Regions from separate parts of the Mus musculus genome. Here regions 2 and 3 are each linked to region 1. The links are chromatin contacts, called in public Hi-C maps. All regions are on one chromosome and are shown on one strand. The core of a region is the stretch at or near the end of the contact, and the rest is flanking DNA. Distances in the headings are between cores, read along the strand shown. Region 1 overlaps Frmd4a (FERM domain containing 4A). Region 2 overlaps Frmd4a (FERM domain containing 4A). Region 3 overlaps Frmd4a (FERM domain containing 4A).

Region 1 (2,620 bases), core at 39-2,538:
TTTTAATGGTTAAAAAGGGTGAATTTTTTTCCACCCTCAATAAATAAAGTGTTTTGAGGCCAAGACTCTCGGGAGATAATCATTATAAAAGCTGCCACAGAAACTAGCATGTTTGAAAACACAGAATGAAGCTGGCCTGATTCCCAGCACTCTGGGGAAGAAGATGGGGGGAGAAGGCCTTTGTTCTCCTACAGCAGGTGACAGCACACCGCTGGACTCGCCAGTCCTGTGTGGGAAATGGTGCTGATAAGCCGCCTCATGTTGTGCATGCATGGGGCTAGCTGCCCAGACCAATGAAGAACAGTTGGACAATGGATGGGAAGCTGGCCAGCAGCAATCACATTAGATACCCTTCCCTCCCCCGTGGAAATACCCTTTGAGAGCCAGCAGCAGATCCTGTGGGAAGAAGATGACACTGGGAGCCAACTGTGACAGGAAGATCAGCTGTGAGAGGAAAGAGATTTCAAGTTCTAGGGGCACTCCAAGAAAGTGGCTTTGAAGAGGTGGTGACAAGACTATAGGGGTTAAGGGGATGAGTCCCCACCACCTTCTTTCTCAACTAGGATTTCCTTACAGGTCTGTGATAGAGAAGACCTCTAATCCACCTTGCCTTTGATACCAATGTATCAATGACGGGGGCCCCGCCCTCCGCCGCCTCTGCGCCGTGTATTATCTTCCTAAGTGAACCATGAGGGCTGAGATAGCGGTGTTTGCTATAAGAAGCCTCCCTTCCCCCTGTGTTATTTTCATGGAACCTCCTAACAGCAGACCTGAACTGAAGGTTAGCGTAGCAGTGCTCAGAGGCAAGACATCATGAAGGAGGATGTAAAAAGAAGTTGTGTAAGGTGTGGGGTCAGATGAAGCCCTGGGGAGCTACTGAGAGTAGTTCCAGAATTAAATAGAAACCCAGGATTCCACAATCCCAACAGGAAAGAAACAGTCAGCATGTTGAGACAGAAGCAAGCCCCCCCCCCCACACACACACACATACACATACACACACCTACAGTGGTCTTCATGAGCCAAACAGCTGAGCCCAAAGACAGATCCTAGAAGACACATGAGCACAGCGCAAAGAGAATCTGGGGGATGGGCAGGCTGAAAGAGGTGAGCAAGGTCGGGCACACTTCAGAGTGACTGTCTCATTCATTGGGATCCCTCCTCTGCTCAGTGACATTGTCAGGCAGATGACACAAAGCCAGGCAGAATGGGTAATCTGCTGGTGACAGAATGAACCTCTAGAGGGAACTGCTGCAGGCTGGAAGGGCAGAGTGAGCAGGAGAGAGGAGAGATGTATGCATTTTCAGCTGCTAGGAAACAGCACCAAGGACTTCACTGACAATAAGCCCTGTGGTGTCCACACACAGCTGAAACCATTAAAAAGACCAATGCTCTCTAGCTCTGAGCACGAAGCTATCAGCTTACGATCAGGACAGGAAGAAGATCTTATCATAAGCATCTTGTAGAGAGTCACATGGCTGAGCTGGGGAGATGGCTCAGTTAGTGAAGTGCTTGCCATGGAAGCTCCAGGAGCCGAGTTCAATTTCCAGTTCCCATGGAAAGGGCTGGGAGTGATAGCATTTGTCTGTAATCCCAGCTCAGAGGAGACAGAGATAAGAGGGTCGCAGGGGCTTGATGGAAGCCAGTCTAGCCATTCAGGGAGCTCCAGATTCAGTGAGAAAGCCCGATGCCCAGGAGTAAGATAGAGACCCATAAAGGAAGAACTCAGTGATGGCCTCAGATCCTGCATGCACATTTCTACACACGTATATGCATCAACCCAGATGTGTGTGTGCAGAGGAACATGTGCATCTATCCAGATGTGTGTGTGCACATCAACATGTACACACACAAAGAAGTAAGACAGGTCACTCTGCTCTTGTCACTGTGCTAAGGACTATTGTGTTTAGAGAAGAAAATTTGAATTTTATTGGAATGGAGCTGAAAGTATTTGTCCAGAAAAAAAAAAAAAAAGACAAGAAAGATGTTGATAACTTTCTTCAGATATGCAAAGAAATCTCATATGATAAAAGGAGTGAGGCTGGGGAGGGAAGATCTGCAGAGAGGAAACTGCATTCAAGTTCTTGACCTTCCCCATCATTAAAATGTTCCAAAACCCACTATTTTCCCAGAAGCCGAGCAGGATGCTGCCTTCCTTACCACCCAGGTGCTAATGCAAGAGCCAGCAACTGTAAAGGGGGCTCGAGCATCCATCAGAGTGCCATATCTTCCTCTCTCTGCCAAGGGGTGTGGTGTGCATCACAAGGCAACCCAGAATGGATAAATAGATGATAGGTAGTCAGACAGGAAGTTCAGGCAGAGGACATCTTGATCTGTTTCCTCGTGCTGTAGTAGACTACCTGAGGCTGAGTTATTTACAAAACGAGCTTCATTATATTTGACCCATGGTGGAAATCAGAAAGGAATTAAAGACATAATAAAGTGAAGTTACAGCAAGAAGGGCATGGGTAGGGGAGCTTATATTTGTAACGACCCATTCTAGTGATAACAGACTCCATCCCCAAGAGAAAGGAAGCAAGCCACTCAAAATGCTCCAGCTGTGTAAGTCTGCCCTTAGGTCTGCCTCTCAGCCTGCCGGACCAGCAGAGGTCAGGGTAAG
Region 2 (2,620 bases), core at 49-2,548, 220 kb after region 1:
CTTGGGATTAGAGAGATGGTTCAGTGGTTAAGAGGACTGACTGCTCTTCCAGAGGCCCTGAGTTCAATTCCCAGCAACCACATGGTGGCTCACAACCATCTGTAATGGGGTCTGATGCCTTCTTCTGGTGTGTCTGAAGACAGTGACAGTGTAGTCATACATAAAATAAATACATCTTTAAAATGATGATGATGATAATAATAATAATTCTACTCAAGAATTTCATATCATAGCCCCTTAAGGGGTAAAAGAAAGAAAGAAATGCTTAATATAGTGCTTAGGCTGTGTTTTCACAGAGGCATAATTGGGAACTCACTTAGCATCTTCTGACCTCTTCATTTTCCAGAAGATAAGGAAATGTGGTGGTGCCTCAAGGTATGGAAAGCACATCTCTCTTCTAGTCCAGCCCCCCTACCTTAAGGTACTCCCTGGAGAACAGAAATCCAGATATGAGATCCAGGTGTGAACACCTGGCTAGTTACCAAGGCTACAGTGTAGCCAAGCAGGATCTCCAACAGAGACGTTAGGTGAGTCCCAGGGTGGGAAGCTGCAGCTACAGATTAGGTGGCTGTGCTGGGATTGTACTGGCTGAGGTCAAGGATGGGTTCTTAGGACTGGGTTAAACCAAGTCCATGATAGGCTGTAGATCCCAACTTTTCTGTACTCTGAACTGCAAAATTCTGAAGTCAGTGGAGTTGGGGTAAGAATCTTGACCTCTGCTCTTGCATGAACTTGTATGTACCTAAGCAGTAACTCACATCTTCTGACCTCTTCATTCCCCGGAAGGGAAGGGAAATGAGGTGGTGCCTCTGGGTGTGGGAAGCCCCATCCTCGTTTTTCTGATTGTTGATTGTCTAGGGAATGAAACCCAGAACTTTGCACACGGTGGGCAAACGCATTACCACCGAGCTGCGTCCCACATCCTCGTGGCTTTGGAGGAAGATACACTTTCATGGCTTTTCATCATTTCCTTTGAACACATCCTTGACTTCCTGGGAAGTCAGCCAGGCTGACTGAGAGGCTGGGAAAGGCAGCTATGCAGACAATGGCATCTCCTTTGTGCCTGTGACTTGGGCCACAGTCTGACCTTCTCTCCTACATATGAAAGGAAGAGGTGAGAGGTGACAGCTCCAAGCTCAATGGACACTCAGCCTGGCAGCTGATGACACTGGCTGCCCTGGGGTCATAGCCTGTGATGATTTCCCTCTTACAGACTGACAGACTATTATGAATGCAAAGCCTATTAACTCTATTCCAGAAAGGAGAACGTGAGGCCTCAAGAGAGCGAGCAAGGCCAGCTGAGGAAATACACAATGCATCTGCAGATGAGGTCATGGCTAGGCTCCAATGGCAGTGACAAGGAGGGGTCAGAGGGTTTGAGGCATTGCATGGGAACCGCCTCATTAAGAGTCTTCCAGTTAAATGTTGCAGAACGCCCTGCCAGCCCCAGATACAGTTAATGAAATGCTTAAGACAAGAAGAGACCAGGAGGAGAAAAGGGAAGTGTGGAAAGCCTGCCTTTACCCTGTGTCTCCTTCGGTCACACTGGTACAGCTTCCTCAGCTCGCTAGCAGGGGTGGGACACAGTGGGCCCTCAGTGCTGGACCCATAGCTGAAGAGTCCCAGTGAGCAAAGAGAAATTCCCAGTGGATGAAGCTGCTTCCCTGATCCAGCTGTGAGAATACAACCCCATCAACTCAGTACTTAACAGGCTGAGTCAGAAGGATCGTGATTTCGAGGCTAACCTGGGCTATAGATCATGTATATTTTTTAAAAATCAGAGACTGGGGCTATAGGATGTAGCTGAGTTGTCACCCGCTTGCCTAGGCTGGGCAAAGCCCTTGGTTCCATCCCAATCACTGCAGAAAGGAAAGCAGAAATGGCTGACAGAAGGGAAGGTGGAAAGGGAGAGGGAGGGAGAGGGAGGAGGAAATAAAGACAGACCCCCCTGAGCCCTCCTAAGTAAGACGTCATCAAGTAGCTTTGGGAGGGGCTGAACTTGGCAGGAATCAGAGCTGAGCAGGTGAGTTAGCTAAAGGCTTACAGGATGAGGGAACAGAACCCAGGCTCATGTTGGTTTCAATAAATCTGAAAGCTCCTCTTCTCCCTCCTTCACCATGCATCCAGTCATCCTGCGCTCGTTCATCTGTGCATCCATCCATCTATCCATCCATCCATCCATCCATCCATCTATCCATCCATCCATCCATCCATCCAGTCATCCATCCACCCATCCATCCATCCATCTATCCATCCATCCATCTATCCATCCTCTATCCATCCATCCATCCATCCATCCATCCATCCACCCACCCATCCATCCATCCATCCATCCGTCCATCCATCCATCCATCCACCCCTGCAATCAGTCCACACTCACCACCCAGCTCGGTGGAAATGAAGGAACTGTGTTAGTTACTTATCTAATTGCTGCAACGAAGACCCAAGAAAAACAGCTTAGGGACAGAAGCCTTTATTTGGGCTTACACTCAAAGGATGCAGTTTATTTAGTGGAGAGTTTATAGAGGACAGAGGTTGAGGTAGTTGGCCACTGTGCATCTAGCTAGAGTCAGGAAGCAGAGAGCTGAGGTGGGACTTTGGCTCACTCCTTTTCCTTTGT
Region 3 (2,620 bases), core at 70-2,569, 210 kb after region 1:
ACTGGACCACATCCCACTGGAAAGGAAGACAAGCTCAAGGAAACAGACGTTGGCCTTCTCAGCCTGGACGGTCTCGTCTCTGCTTTTCCCATCACTTTTCATGAGTGGATATTTTGTTCTGCCAACTTTGTCACCTCACACAATAAAGCTTTACACACTGAAGTCCTCCCCGCCTGCACAGATGGCCACCATTCCCCGAGATTGCTGCTGTGTTTATGAAGCTTCAGTGGGATGGGAGGCAACATGCTAAGGAAGACCACATCTGTCCCCTCTAACCCAGTCTTTTGGTGGCTGGTGACAGAAAATTTCAAACTGTCTACTTCCTGTAAAATAGAGGAACCCGTGATTCTGAGAATCCCATGGTTCTGAGAATCCGGGAGACTCTAAGGAGTCTGTGTTTCCCAACAGAAGTTAGGAAGGTAACAAGACAGTGCTGCCTGCCATTACTTTGTGCCCCTACTCTTGAACAGGTCCCTAGGGCAGGAGCTTCCAGGGTCCGCAAGCCCGTAAGGCAAGAGCATTACTCACTGGCCTATCTCCCCAGCCCTTTCCTTTGCTTTGAACTCAGTTTCTAATCTAGGCATATCCAACCTTTTGACATCATGACATACATGGTCATCTACGATGTCCACATTCAAGAACCCCGGCATGGAGGGCACTAAAAAAGAAAACCACCAGTTCGTAAAGTGTCACGGCTATCCTGAGGTGTCTCTGGTAGCGGTAAGGGCTGCCTGGTATGGCAGAAGGGTGAGGTGACTGTTACCATTCTTGCTTTTCTCTGACACAGACACTAGTGTGTATTGGTCTTAAGGATTAAGGAAGTTAACGTGGGCTTTAAGTAAAGTAGTACTTGGAGACAGAGTTGACACGCTGCCTACTATGGACTAGAAAAGCAAGTGTACAACTAACTTTTTAAAAATATGTCTGGCTCTAAGAGTGCCACATAGAATAAACAAGCAGACTTTGTCCATGCATGCCTACATACACATTACCCTCACAGACACTTCACAGATAACATCCTCTAAAAAATGTAAAAGGATTGGTTTCTCCCGAGCAAACCAGAAACCAGGAATTCCCTCAAAGCACATGTTGCCAAAAAAAAAAAAAAAAAGACAAGACAAGTTGATTTCATGTCTTCTCAGCTGAACAGGGTAGGCAGGTGGTATCTTCTGATTGGCTGGCTGACCCGTCTGCTGAAGTCTGGCCCGTATCTGCCATCTGCTTCCTTCTGTGCTCCATTCACCAGGAGTCCCTGCCTCAGCCAAGGGCTAAGGATGCACGCAGAGGCAAGGAGTAGACAAAGGGACTCAGCATCATAAACCGTCTGTCCTGGATCTCTCAGGCCACCTTGTCAAGACGAGCCAGAGCGGGCGGGACAGCGCCGCCGTGAGCTGACCTCTACCTTCAGAGTGATTGCCAGCATCATTTATTAAGCTCTGTTCTGTGAAGCAGGCACACTACCAAATGAGCAAACCAGATGTCGCCCCAGCCCCTGGGGGTGGCCAATAATATTTAACATCTTAAAGGCACATGGTAAAGCAAACAAATGTGACGATAGAGTATAGCCAGATGACGTGATGGTAATTCCATATGTCATCGAGAGTTCATTTAACAGCGTGAAGGAATAGGAAACAGCTCATGAGGTATGCACGCACAGATGAATAGTTTCCCCTTTGGGGAGGAGCTAGAAGATGCCAAACCTTCCCCCCTCTCCAGCAAGGACTTTTAAAAACATTCGGGAGTGGGAGTGGGAGTGGGGGAGCTAGTGAGCTCTTTCTGTGCTGGAGGAAAACAAAGGCGGCAAAAGCCAGTCTCCCTGGGGGATATGAGACAGGGCAGAGTAGCAGAACATACCAGATTGATGCTACCATCTGGGAACTCCCTCACACGTATGTGGCTCCAGAACCAGACAGCTCAGCCAAGCACAAGAATGGAGGGTAGGCCATTCAGCATCTCCAGCCCCAGGGATGACTGGTCCAGGACCTTGGTTGCCTAGCAACACCACTATAGAGCTCCCATTCCCCCAAGCCCTCCTGCTTCCCCTTGTATGTTCCATTTCTTCATTGAAACCGATCTTAGCTTGGTTTACAAATCTACTCAATGAGCACTGCTGATATTTGGCTCAAAGCAGAAGTTGAAGGGGGAGTGAGCAAAGTAGGAGGAGGGTGTAGTAAATTCTTCTCCTTGCAAGCTAGCTAAAGTTGCTCTCTGTCCTTTTATTTTGGCTCTGGTTTTACTGCTAAGTCCCTCACAAAACCATTTCCACAGATCCTCTTGGGTAGGGCTGTAAGAGAACGCACAAAGACCCTCATGAGAGGATTTGAACGATGAGTTCCTTGCTAAGGAGGGATGAGAAGAGATGAGGTGAACAACAGAGCTAAGCCCATAGCCACACAGCACAGTTCAGCGGAATGTGAATAATTTTGTTGATAGAGGAGACAAATGAAACACACACACACACACACACACACACACACACACAAACACACACCTCTGTGTGTACCTTTAACAGAGGTTTGGAAATAGTGAGGAGAAGTTGGTCTTTGTGGAAAGGATTCGTGACAAAGGCACCCAGGGGTTTACACAGCTAGGGTTGATGCTGGTTTGCATGGTAACTCTC

What was found. Hi-C and Micro-C count contacts between places; a contact is called where the count stands out from the background.
Region 2: a Hi-C map of the N1E-115 cell line shows a contact between it and region 1, with 9 times the contacts expected there. The contact joins two enhancer-like sites. A contact is called at or near these places in 3 of 484 Hi-C or Micro-C datasets (the N1E-115 cell line, bone marrow-derived macrophages and embryonic fibroblasts) and 6 of 115 datasets of contacts at active chromatin or transcription factors (differentiating embryonic stem cells, embryonic basal ganglia, embryonic forebrain and 3 more).
Region 3: a Hi-C map of the N1E-115 cell line shows a contact between it and region 1, with 2.9 times the contacts expected there. The contact joins two enhancer-like sites. A contact is called at or near these places in 5 of 484 Hi-C or Micro-C datasets (the N1E-115 cell line, bone marrow-derived macrophages, cerebellar granule neurons and 2 more), 3 of 115 datasets of contacts at active chromatin or transcription factors (embryonic basal ganglia, embryonic forebrain and pancreatic cancer cells) and 1 of 9 other capture datasets (embryonic stem cells).

The regions. Positions count from the first base shown.
Region 1 is chr2:4,227,488-4,230,107 of GRCm38.p6, forward strand. The region is part of intron 1 of Frmd4a (FERM domain containing 4A); the gene reads left to right. Among named protein-coding and RNA genes, the nearest start is that of Gm39752, 19 kb to the right of the region's middle. Within about 2 kb of position 1,289, at least 28 of the 459 cell types and tissues checked have an H3K27ac peak or open chromatin away from gene starts, as enhancers often do. A contact at or near this core is called in the N1E-115 cell line, where this site is marked.
Region 2 is chr2:4,451,778-4,454,397 of GRCm38.p6, forward strand. The region is part of intron 2 of Frmd4a (FERM domain containing 4A); the gene reads left to right. Among named protein-coding and RNA genes, the nearest start is that of Gm39751, 61 kb to the right of the region's middle. Within about 2 kb of position 1,299, at least 42 of the 459 cell types and tissues checked have an H3K27ac peak or open chromatin away from gene starts, as enhancers often do. A contact at or near this core is called in the N1E-115 cell line, where this site is marked.
Region 3 is chr2:4,435,207-4,437,826 of GRCm38.p6, forward strand. The region is part of intron 2 of Frmd4a (FERM domain containing 4A); the gene reads left to right. Among named protein-coding and RNA genes, the nearest start is that of Gm23691, 55 kb to the left of the region's middle. Within about 2 kb of position 1,320, at least 43 of the 459 cell types and tissues checked have an H3K27ac peak or open chromatin away from gene starts, as enhancers often do. A contact at or near this core is called in the N1E-115 cell line, where this site is marked.